Regions from separate parts of the Sus scrofa genome. Here region 1 is linked to region 2. The links are chromatin contacts, called in public Hi-C maps. All regions are on one chromosome and are shown on one strand. Each heading gives the region's core, a stretch centred on a gene start, on an enhancer-like site or on the middle of the called end of the contact. The rest is flanking DNA. Distances are from core to core; before and after follow the strand shown. Region 1 has its middle 210 kb from the start of RPLP1. Region 2 has its middle 10 kb from the start of RPLP1.

Region 1 (4,117 bases), core at 621-3,120, 200 kb before region 2:
ATTGGAGGAGTTCTAAGGAAGCAGTCACTAGACAAACAGAAAGATTTATATGCAAGATGTTCACTGCAGAATTATTTATAAGAGTGAAAGATTGGAAACAGCCTAAATGCCCCACAACAGGGGTTGGCTAGATAAATTATGATCTACTCACACAGTAGAAGACGATACGGCCATTACAATTCATTTTTGAAGATGATGCTATAGAAATAGCCAATAGGCGCCAAGTGGTAGTGTCTGCAGTGTCATATGTATGAACTTCTCACCGCAGCCCTATGAGGAAAGTACTATTTGTCTTCCCTCCATCTGATACCTAGGGAAACTGAGGCACAGACAAGCCCAAGTCACCCAGGTAGAGTTGTGAATGGAACTGGCACCTCCAAGAGGCATTGTCACACACTGCAGGATGCTGCCCCTCTCTAACAGAGGTCACTGAGATTCCAAGCCTGAGGAGTAGGGGAGGGAGAGGTAAATTCCCTCCCAGGTCCACAGCACACTGTGATGAAGAAGGGCAGATCTGAGCTGCACCCAGGCGATCTTGAGGTCTTGGCCAGGCTGCCCTCCCAAGGAGTGTTTATAGAGGAGGAAAGAGCCTAAGTGAATTCCCAGAGGTGGCAACACTTTGTGGGAGTTCAGAAAACCCTGGGGAGGTAGGGCTGACCAGCACATCAAATGCATTATACTTGTCTACTGAAAACCAACACATAAACTACAAGGGACCTGGGCTGAGGTCCTGCTGTATATCCCAAAGCAGGGACAGTAATAACTGAAACTATGAACAGCACTGAGTCTAGCCGGACATCATGGCGAAAGCTTTCTCTGGGAGCCCCATCAGATCCTGAGGGCCACAACCTCTCTTTGGGCTAGCTTTAGTCCCATTTCACAGATGAGAAAATTGACACTTGGCAAGCTTAATTAAATTGCCTGGTGGCCAGAGTTGAACCAGGAGGATTTGTGACAGCCTCGCTCCTGGGAGGCGGGCAGCCAGCACAGGGATGGGAGCCCACGTTCAGGCCCCAGCAGCTCATGCAGTTTCCTGCTCCATCAGCTACAGCCAGCCTCCCTTGCTATTCAGGGAAACTGTGCTACATGAAGATGATTTCAGAGCCTCCTGGGTTTACGAGGATCCCCAGGAAGCCCAGCTTCTGGCAACATGTGAGAAGGAAAAGGGGAAAGCATTACAGGTTTGGAAAAACAACCAAATGAATTCTGGTCCCTCAAGCTGGTGCAGTGTGAAGCCAAGGGGAATCTGAAACAAAACCATGCCACGGGCCCCTTCAGAAGCCCTGGGCCCCCTCTCAGCTCCAGGCTGCTGGGGGCCTGAACATGGGCTTCTCCCTGCTTAGTCCCCAGCCCAGGCTGCTAAGCTTCGTCCAGGAGCTGCCATCACCCCTGCATCCCTGGGCTCTGGACCTGCACTTTAGGCCTGCAGCCGAGAGACCCAGCCCTCCACCCCAAAGACCAGTTCCCCCCAGACTAAGTTTACAGATTTCTGTAACAAATGCAAAGTCTTTCCGGGTGTTACCTTCACTGTCTCTGACTCCCTTTCTGAAGAGGTAAATGGAGATCCCTGTGGATTCTGGCTACTGTGCATCTTGAGGGGGGCCTGCCCCAAATGCCCTTTGACCCAATTCCCCCAGGGAAAGGTCTATGGGAACAGACAACCTTTGGGGGTTTGTCTAGTGCCAGCACACCTCCCTTAAGCGCATTTCCCAACACACCCACACGGGAGCCGTGCTGTCCAGGACACCCCCTTTTGCAGCTACCGGGCTGATAGGCACGTGGGGGTCCTGCCCAAGGCCCCAGTCTGCTGCCTGGGCTCAGCCAAGCAGATGCTCTGCTGGGAGATTAGGCTGAGAGTCTCTGCTTGGCTTCTGTGGGACACTGGGCTGTGGGAAGCAGGAGGCGGGGCAGCTGTGAGCTCCCCTAACCAAGGGAGCCTGCCAGAAATGGAGAGAAAAAAAGAGGAAGAAAAGCTGGGGGTCGGGGGTGGAGGACAGGCATGACTTTGTAGTTCCTGATTCTAGTTCCTCAGAGGTGGGGCTGAAATTTTCACCCTTGGGTTTTTGTGAAATTCAGCCATGTCCTTCCCACAGGGTCATCATTTGCTTGAACAAACAGCTGTCCTTTGCAGCCAAGGGGCCCTGGCTAGCCCACCAGGGCTGGAGGAAGCCATCGTCCCCACAGAGGGCTGCTCTGGAGACCCCACCCTGCAGGGGAGCCTTCAGGGCCCCCATGCCCTGTCCTCTGTGGAGCAAGGGAGGGCTGGGGCGGGGGCATGGGGGGAAGGAGGGGGGAGAGGGAGACTGTTCACTCTGTCCCTGGAACCTCAGTGGTGCTCTGGACTTGCCATACAAGGGGCTCCACCTCAGCCACATTGGCATCTAGGGCTTCTGCCACCTGCCTCCCCTTGGCCCACTCACAGTGACCTCACCCGTGGCAGAGCCTGATCCATTCTTTCCCTTGTGTTTCTCGTTCTTAAATACTCTCTGCTGCATACAGGATAAAGTCCAAGCTCCGTGACACAGCGTTCAAGTCCATTGCCTACCTTCCACAGGCTCATCGCCCCCCATTTCTCATGTTGTGTCTTAGTTGGCCTCTACCTCCAGTCCTCTGCCCATTCTGATCCCTCTGCCTGGAATTCCCTTTGCTTCCTTCCTTCCTTGCCTTGCTAACTTTGCCTGGACTTTCAGGAATGCCCCCAGTTCCACACTCATTGCTTCCAGGAACACTGACTTCCCAGGCCAGGCTAAGATGTCTTCCCTTGGGTTCCCTTATCTCCTGGCCCTGCTTAGCCCACTGAAACTCAGACCATGCTGTAACTGGCTGCTTTCTTGTCTTTCAAGAAGAGACACCATGGGCTCTGCAAAGGCTGAGATGATAACTTATGCTCCGGATCTCCCCAGGGCCGTGTTCAAGGTAAATTGGTCTCTATCCCTCCGCCCATGCAAACCAAGGACATGGATTTCCAAGGTAATGCTCAGGTCACCTGTCCCTAGTTTAGACATGATAAAGCTGCGGCTCAGAGGGGTTTGTGGTGACCAAGGTCATGGAGTAGCAAGTACCACGGTATGAATTAGAAGCCAGGACCATCTGCTTTAAGACCTACCTGTGCTTTTCCCACTACACCCCCTACTTAACAGGGCAACTCAGCCTTGGCCCCCAGTGTCACCCTGAGGAGTTCATTTCAACACGTGTGTTCCCTTTGGGGCCATCAATGCTTCTGAGCTCCCAAACTGCCGATCCGCACCCTGGGACCAACACTTGGCTTGGGGCTCCATGGTTCGCAGCTGCGAGTCACAGGTTCCACGCCTCTGGGCACACTCTTCCTTCTGCCTGGTTCCCCCAAGAGGATTCTGTTCCTCATCGGGCTCCTTCCTCAAGATCCGCCTCCACATCCCTCTCGATCTGGAGCTTTCTAGAAGCCTCCCTGTGCTTGTTGCACTGTCGCCGGCCTCGTGCCCACGGAAGCCAGCTGCCTCTTGGTGACAGTCCCTGGCCACCAGGCTAGGCTTCATACCCTCTCCTTTGCTCCTGTCTCTCCCTAGTAGACGGTGATCGCTATGTCATTCAACTCCTTGCCGGCACGTGGCTGATACTAGGCGCATCACAAAAGCATGTTGGAAGGAAGAGGGAGGGAAGGATGCTGTTTGTAAAGCCTTTCACTTTGAGAAAGCCCAAGACTTAACCCCACTTGATTCCCCTACAGCTTTGAACAGAGGGGCTGGGGCCGGAGTAGAAAATCAGCGGGCATTTTCTCATCAAATTCTTTATGCCACAACTCGCTTCTGTTCTTGTGCTACTATTTACAAAGTACTTTTGCACACACTGACTTGCTTAATTTTCGTAAGAATCAAGAAGAGGCCATGTTTTTAAAATGTGCAAAGGAGGATCCTCTAAAATCAGCCTGTAACCCCAACCTTTATCTGCTGGCAACCTTCCCCACAGATGCCAAGACCTGTCCACCCGGGTGCTTTAATCTTGTGCTGCTGTATCTGTTATAGGCATCCTTGTCCTGTCATGGTCCATGCACAGCATGGTCACATGATGCTTCCAGATACAGGGAGTCCTTGGCCAAGAAATGGTCATTTGCTCCTGAGATCAGTGGCCCCAATCAGAT
Region 2 (4,665 bases), core at 1,414-3,913:
TCTGCCTAAGTCCCAGCATCCAGAAGTGCTTAAATGGAGGACGCTTGGGCAATCAACTGGCCTTGCTTGGGGAAGGTCAGATTTTTCTATGTCTCTGTCGCCCCCTCCTGCCCCAAAGGAGAACTTCACAGGACCACAGCCCTTGGGAACTATCCCAGTGCAAGCTGGAAAACAGAGTCAGAAGCAGTGCTGCTTCCTAACACATCCATGGAGAAGGACCAAGCTGTCTGTTTTTCAACATCCAATTTGTCATGGACCAATGCTTTTTGTAAAATGCAATAAAAATGAGTTTTTTAAGAAATGAAGTGCTGCTTGAATGATGTGGCAATGTCAAATGGCTGTAAAAGTCTCTACATGCTGACTCTGGAGGAGGCAGTGAATTCTTCCTGTACCTGTCTTCAGGTCAATATTTCATGAACCAGCATGGTTCAGGGACCACACTGTGAGTCCAAATGGCCACTGTGCAAAAGGTCAGCCTGAGGTCATAGCCTGAGGAATCCAGTCCCAAGGGCACTACCTGTGCCATCCTGAGGCTCAGGTCCCGCTGCTGACTCAGGGGGCATCCCCTGACTTAGCTGGAACAGAGGCATAATTTGGGCCTGAGAGCCACAGGGCCAGTGCCCCAAAGACAGTGCTCAGATGCCAGGGCCTGGGCTCGGCCCTCACCCTCTGTGAGACACATGAGCAGGACAGCTGAGGCTGTCACAGCCAAGGAGGCCTATGAGAATGCAGATGGGAGGCAAGCTGGGAGGTGAGGGCTGAGGGGTCTTAACCTGATGTGGGGCAAGAGTGACAGACACCCTGGGTTTGAGTCCCAAATTGGATGGCCACATCACTTTGCCACTCTGAACCTCCTCTTCCACTAATGCTCTCTGAGACCCTTTCTAAATCTAATTTGCTATGCTTGTGGGGAGAAATCTATGGCCTGCCCTCAGGGAGGGGCAGCAAGGCTAATGCACCGCCCAGGGGAGAAAGCAGAGGCTCTGGAAATGGGCTTAGTCCTTACAGGATGCCCCCAGGGCAAGGAGGATCCAGGGCTGGAAAGGCCAGGGAAGTTCTCTGGGCAGGGTGTGCCCAGAATATTCCTTGGAAAAGAGAGTTGCTGCGGATCAGCTGCGGAAGGCACTTGGCAGAACAGAAAGAGCACTTGAGGGAAGTAAAACCAGCCCTCTCTATGTTCGTGTTGGCCGCCTGCACACAGCCGGCCCTCGACGGGGCCCATTGTCTCTGGTTCCACCCCCACCCCTAAGTAAAGCAAACCCAACAGCTTGAAAGAACGCAAACAGCTGCGGAGCAAGGAGCAAGCTTCCCACCCATCCCCAGCCAAGGTGAACAGGCTGTGAGTTTGTTGACAGAGAAAAAAGTCATCAATTTTTCATTACCCAGCGAAGGCAACAGAATGTCTTGGGATGTCAACAGTTTCCAGGCAACAAAGAAACCAAATCCACAGTCCCCTCACTTGAAAAGATGTTTCCTTTACAAGCATCAGCTTGGATGGGGAGCCCAGGGAGGGGGGTGGGGTGGAGGTGGGAGGCAGAGGCAAGTGAAACCCCTTGGCACCTGCAATGGCTGATTCAGACATTGAAGGTTTGCAGTTGTCTGCAATGACCCCATTAACAGATCTTGTCAGACGGTGACTCAAGGCCAGGCTCATCTTTGGGGAGGATTCAGGCACAAGAGCAAGTCAGCTGGCGTGGCTTATTCATCTGTTTAGTCAACAAACATTTTTGAGTGCTCTTAGGACCTGTGCTCAGGCCCGGGGGCCCAGTCTAGCTGGGGAGATAAGCAAGAAAACCACTTCCCTCCACCTGAGGGATGAGAAAACCAAGAGCCAGAGAGAAGAAACAACTGTCCCAAGATCACAGGGCCACCTAGGGGCCGAGCTGTCCTTGAAGCCCCCGCCCAGGTTCTTTGCAGCTGTGCCAAGGTCCCCAACCTACAGGTCCCCAGAGGATGCTGGCACAGACACAGTCTCATCCAGAACTAACATGGCAAGCTTTTTAGAACCCTCGGCCAAAGCAGCCAGATACTGAATCTAAAAACCAAAAGAAGGACTTCCCGTCATGGTTCAGAGGTTATCTATCGAACCTGACTAGCATCCATGAGGACGGGGGATCGATCCCTGCCCTCGCTTAGTGGGTTAAGGATCCAGCATTGCCATGAGCTGTGGTGTAGGTCGCAGACACAGCTCAGATCCTGCATTGCTGTGGCTGTGGTGTAGGCTGGTGACTCCAGCTCTGATTAGACCCCTCGCCTGGGAACCTCCATATGCTGAGGGTGCAGCCCCAAAAAACAAAAAGACCAAAAAAAAAAAAAAATGAAAAGGAGATCATGAGACTCTCGTGGTGCAGTCAATGATTGTTATTTTAACTCTAAAATAGGTGGTTCTAACCAAAACAGAAAAGGCTGGCCCTTTCCAGAGCACTTTGGCAGGCCTAGAGCTCCCAGGTTGTCTCCTCGTGTTTGCGTTAACGTTTCCCAGTGAATGTCAATGGAGACTCAAGAATAAGTCAACACAGGTCCTCACGGTAAATGGCAAGCCTTGTTAGCAGAGTAAACCGTGTGCTTAGCCTGTCTTAAAAGAATCTTTGCTGAGTAAACAGAAGGAAGGCTTTACTTGAGAGTACACAGAGCCAGGAGCTGAGGTGTGCGGGAGGGTGGAAGGCAATAACTCCACCGGCTCAGCCTGGAGGTGCCCTGGGAGGGGGCTGGGATTGGCTGCGTGTGAAGGAGAAGCGACTTTGCAAGCCCTGCAGGCCAGAAGGGGCATGGGGTAGGGGGCCCAGAGGGGTCACAGGACTTACTGTCACACAACCAGCTAAAGCAGAACCGGACCTCTCACCTAACAGCCCCCAAGGAACCAACTCTCTTAGTGAGGAGGCAAAAGCCAGACTCTGCAAAAACCCTCAGAAAGGAGAATCTGAGGGTCCATCTCATTTGCTCTGAGGTGTCAAGGAATGGATGTCTTTAACTTTCCCAGGACAATTTTTATATTTAAAGACAACGTCAAGGAAGTGAAGCCCTAGCGAAGACGGCAGTGGGGAAATATTTTTGGTCCAAATAGGTGACCAACTTTCCGTCTCCAAATGGTAACATTGACTCAATATTATCCTTAGTGGTAGTGGCTAAGGAAACAAACCTTAATAGCTTCTGGTCCTTTGCCCACACCTCACAACTTCCTTGATGGCCTTATTTACATGAGCTACTCATTTTCCCAAGTTAAAAAAAAAAAAAATTGGGGTCTGAAATCTGTGACTCATAAACTTGTTAGGCTGAAAAGCCCAAGTGCCACCATTGACTTAAAATCATCTTTACACACACACACACACACACACACACACACACACCTTGAAACATTCCACTTTTTGTTTAATTTATGGATTCCTTTCCTCTTTCTTGAAAGAGTACGAGAGCATAGATCAAAGTACAAGTATGCAGTGAAGTCATTATAAGAGCCACAGAAAAAAATTTTTTTAATCAGTACCAAGAAAAGGATGAGGAAGCACATCTATTATCCATTTAGATCAATTTAATAGCAGAGATTGGGCATCAAGCCTGGTGCTGTTTCTCCGCAGCTAAGGCAGAGAGGCGAGCATGATAAGTCACAGAGCTCTTGTTATTATAAAGGAGGCATGGTTACCAACTCCCTGGAGGACACCAGTTTTCTCCTGGTCCTAAATTTAAAAGAATTTTTCACCTAAGACCTTATTTAGGAGACAGTAACAACACAACAGCCTTCACAATTTTTATGGCAAAAGCAGAAGTGGTTTTCATGTGGCTGTTTCTTCCAGCAACCTTGGAGGAAAGCCAAGGGTAACACCACATTGCCCAGCAGCCCAGTAATATTCTTCTCTGTTTTTAGACAAGAAATGAACTTGATCAGATTAAGAGGAGAAGTCAGGGAGTTCCCACTATGGCATAATGTGATCAGCAGTGTCTGTCTCTGGAACCCCAGAACACAGGTACGACCCCTGGCCTGGCACAGTGGGTTAAAGGTTACCACGGCAGCAGCTCAGATCTGAGCTCTGGCCCAGGAATTCCATTTGCCTCGGGTGCAGCCAAAAAAGAAAAAAAAAAAAAAAAAAAAAAAAGGAAAAGTCAAATGTGCTAAATAAATTACACAGGAAGCAAGACCATATGAAAACGTACTTGGTTTCCTCTTGACTGGGTCACTACTGGGCACATAAACATGACTTTTATTTCAAACGTGTGGACTGTAGTTCCATTGTAGCTCAGCGGTAACAAACTTGACTGGTATCCATGAGGATGCAGGTTTGATCCATGGCCTCGCTTAGTGGGTTAAGGATCCAGCATTGTTCTGTGGTGTGGGTCACAGATGCGGCTCGGATCCTGTGTTGCTGTGGCTGTGGTGTAGGTCACAGACATAGTTTGAATCTGGTGTTGGTGTGGCTCTGGTGTAGGCCGACAGCTGCAGTTCCAATTAGACCCCTAGCCTGGGAACCTCCATATGCTGCAGATATGGCTCTAAAAAGCAAAAAAAAAAAAAAAAAAAAGTGTGGACTGACTTGCTCACCCCAGGGCCAACAGCTGGCCATCCCTATCTGCCTGCCTCACCCCTTGCTCTCCTCCTAAGAGTCAAACTATTCCTATTATTGTCCACTCAGGGGCAGCACTGAGCCACCAACAAAACAAAACGGAAATAAC

What was found. A called contact is a pair of places that touch in the nucleus more often than the background predicts.
Region 1: a Hi-C map of retroperitoneal adipose tissue shows a contact between it and region 2, with 2.0 times the contacts expected there. The contact joins two enhancer-like sites. A contact is called at or near these places in 1 of 5 promoter capture datasets (liver) and 8 of 47 Hi-C or Micro-C datasets (alveolar macrophages, embryonic fibroblasts, epiblast stem cells and 5 more).

Annotation. Positions count from the first base shown.
Region 1 is chr1:167,504,749-167,508,865 of Sscrofa11.1, reverse strand. No RefSeq gene overlaps it. Among named protein-coding and RNA genes, the nearest start is that of RPLP1, 210 kb to the right of the region's middle. Within about 2 kb of position 1,870, at least 8 of the 83 cell types and tissues checked have an H3K27ac peak or open chromatin away from gene starts, as enhancers often do. A contact at or near this core is called in alveolar macrophages and retroperitoneal adipose tissue, where this site is marked.
Region 2 is chr1:167,303,894-167,308,558 of Sscrofa11.1, reverse strand. No RefSeq gene overlaps it. Among named protein-coding and RNA genes, the nearest start is that of RPLP1, 10 kb to the right of the region's middle. Within about 2 kb of position 2,663, at least 26 of the 83 cell types and tissues checked have an H3K27ac peak or open chromatin away from gene starts, as enhancers often do. A contact at or near this core is called in alveolar macrophages and retroperitoneal adipose tissue, where this site is marked.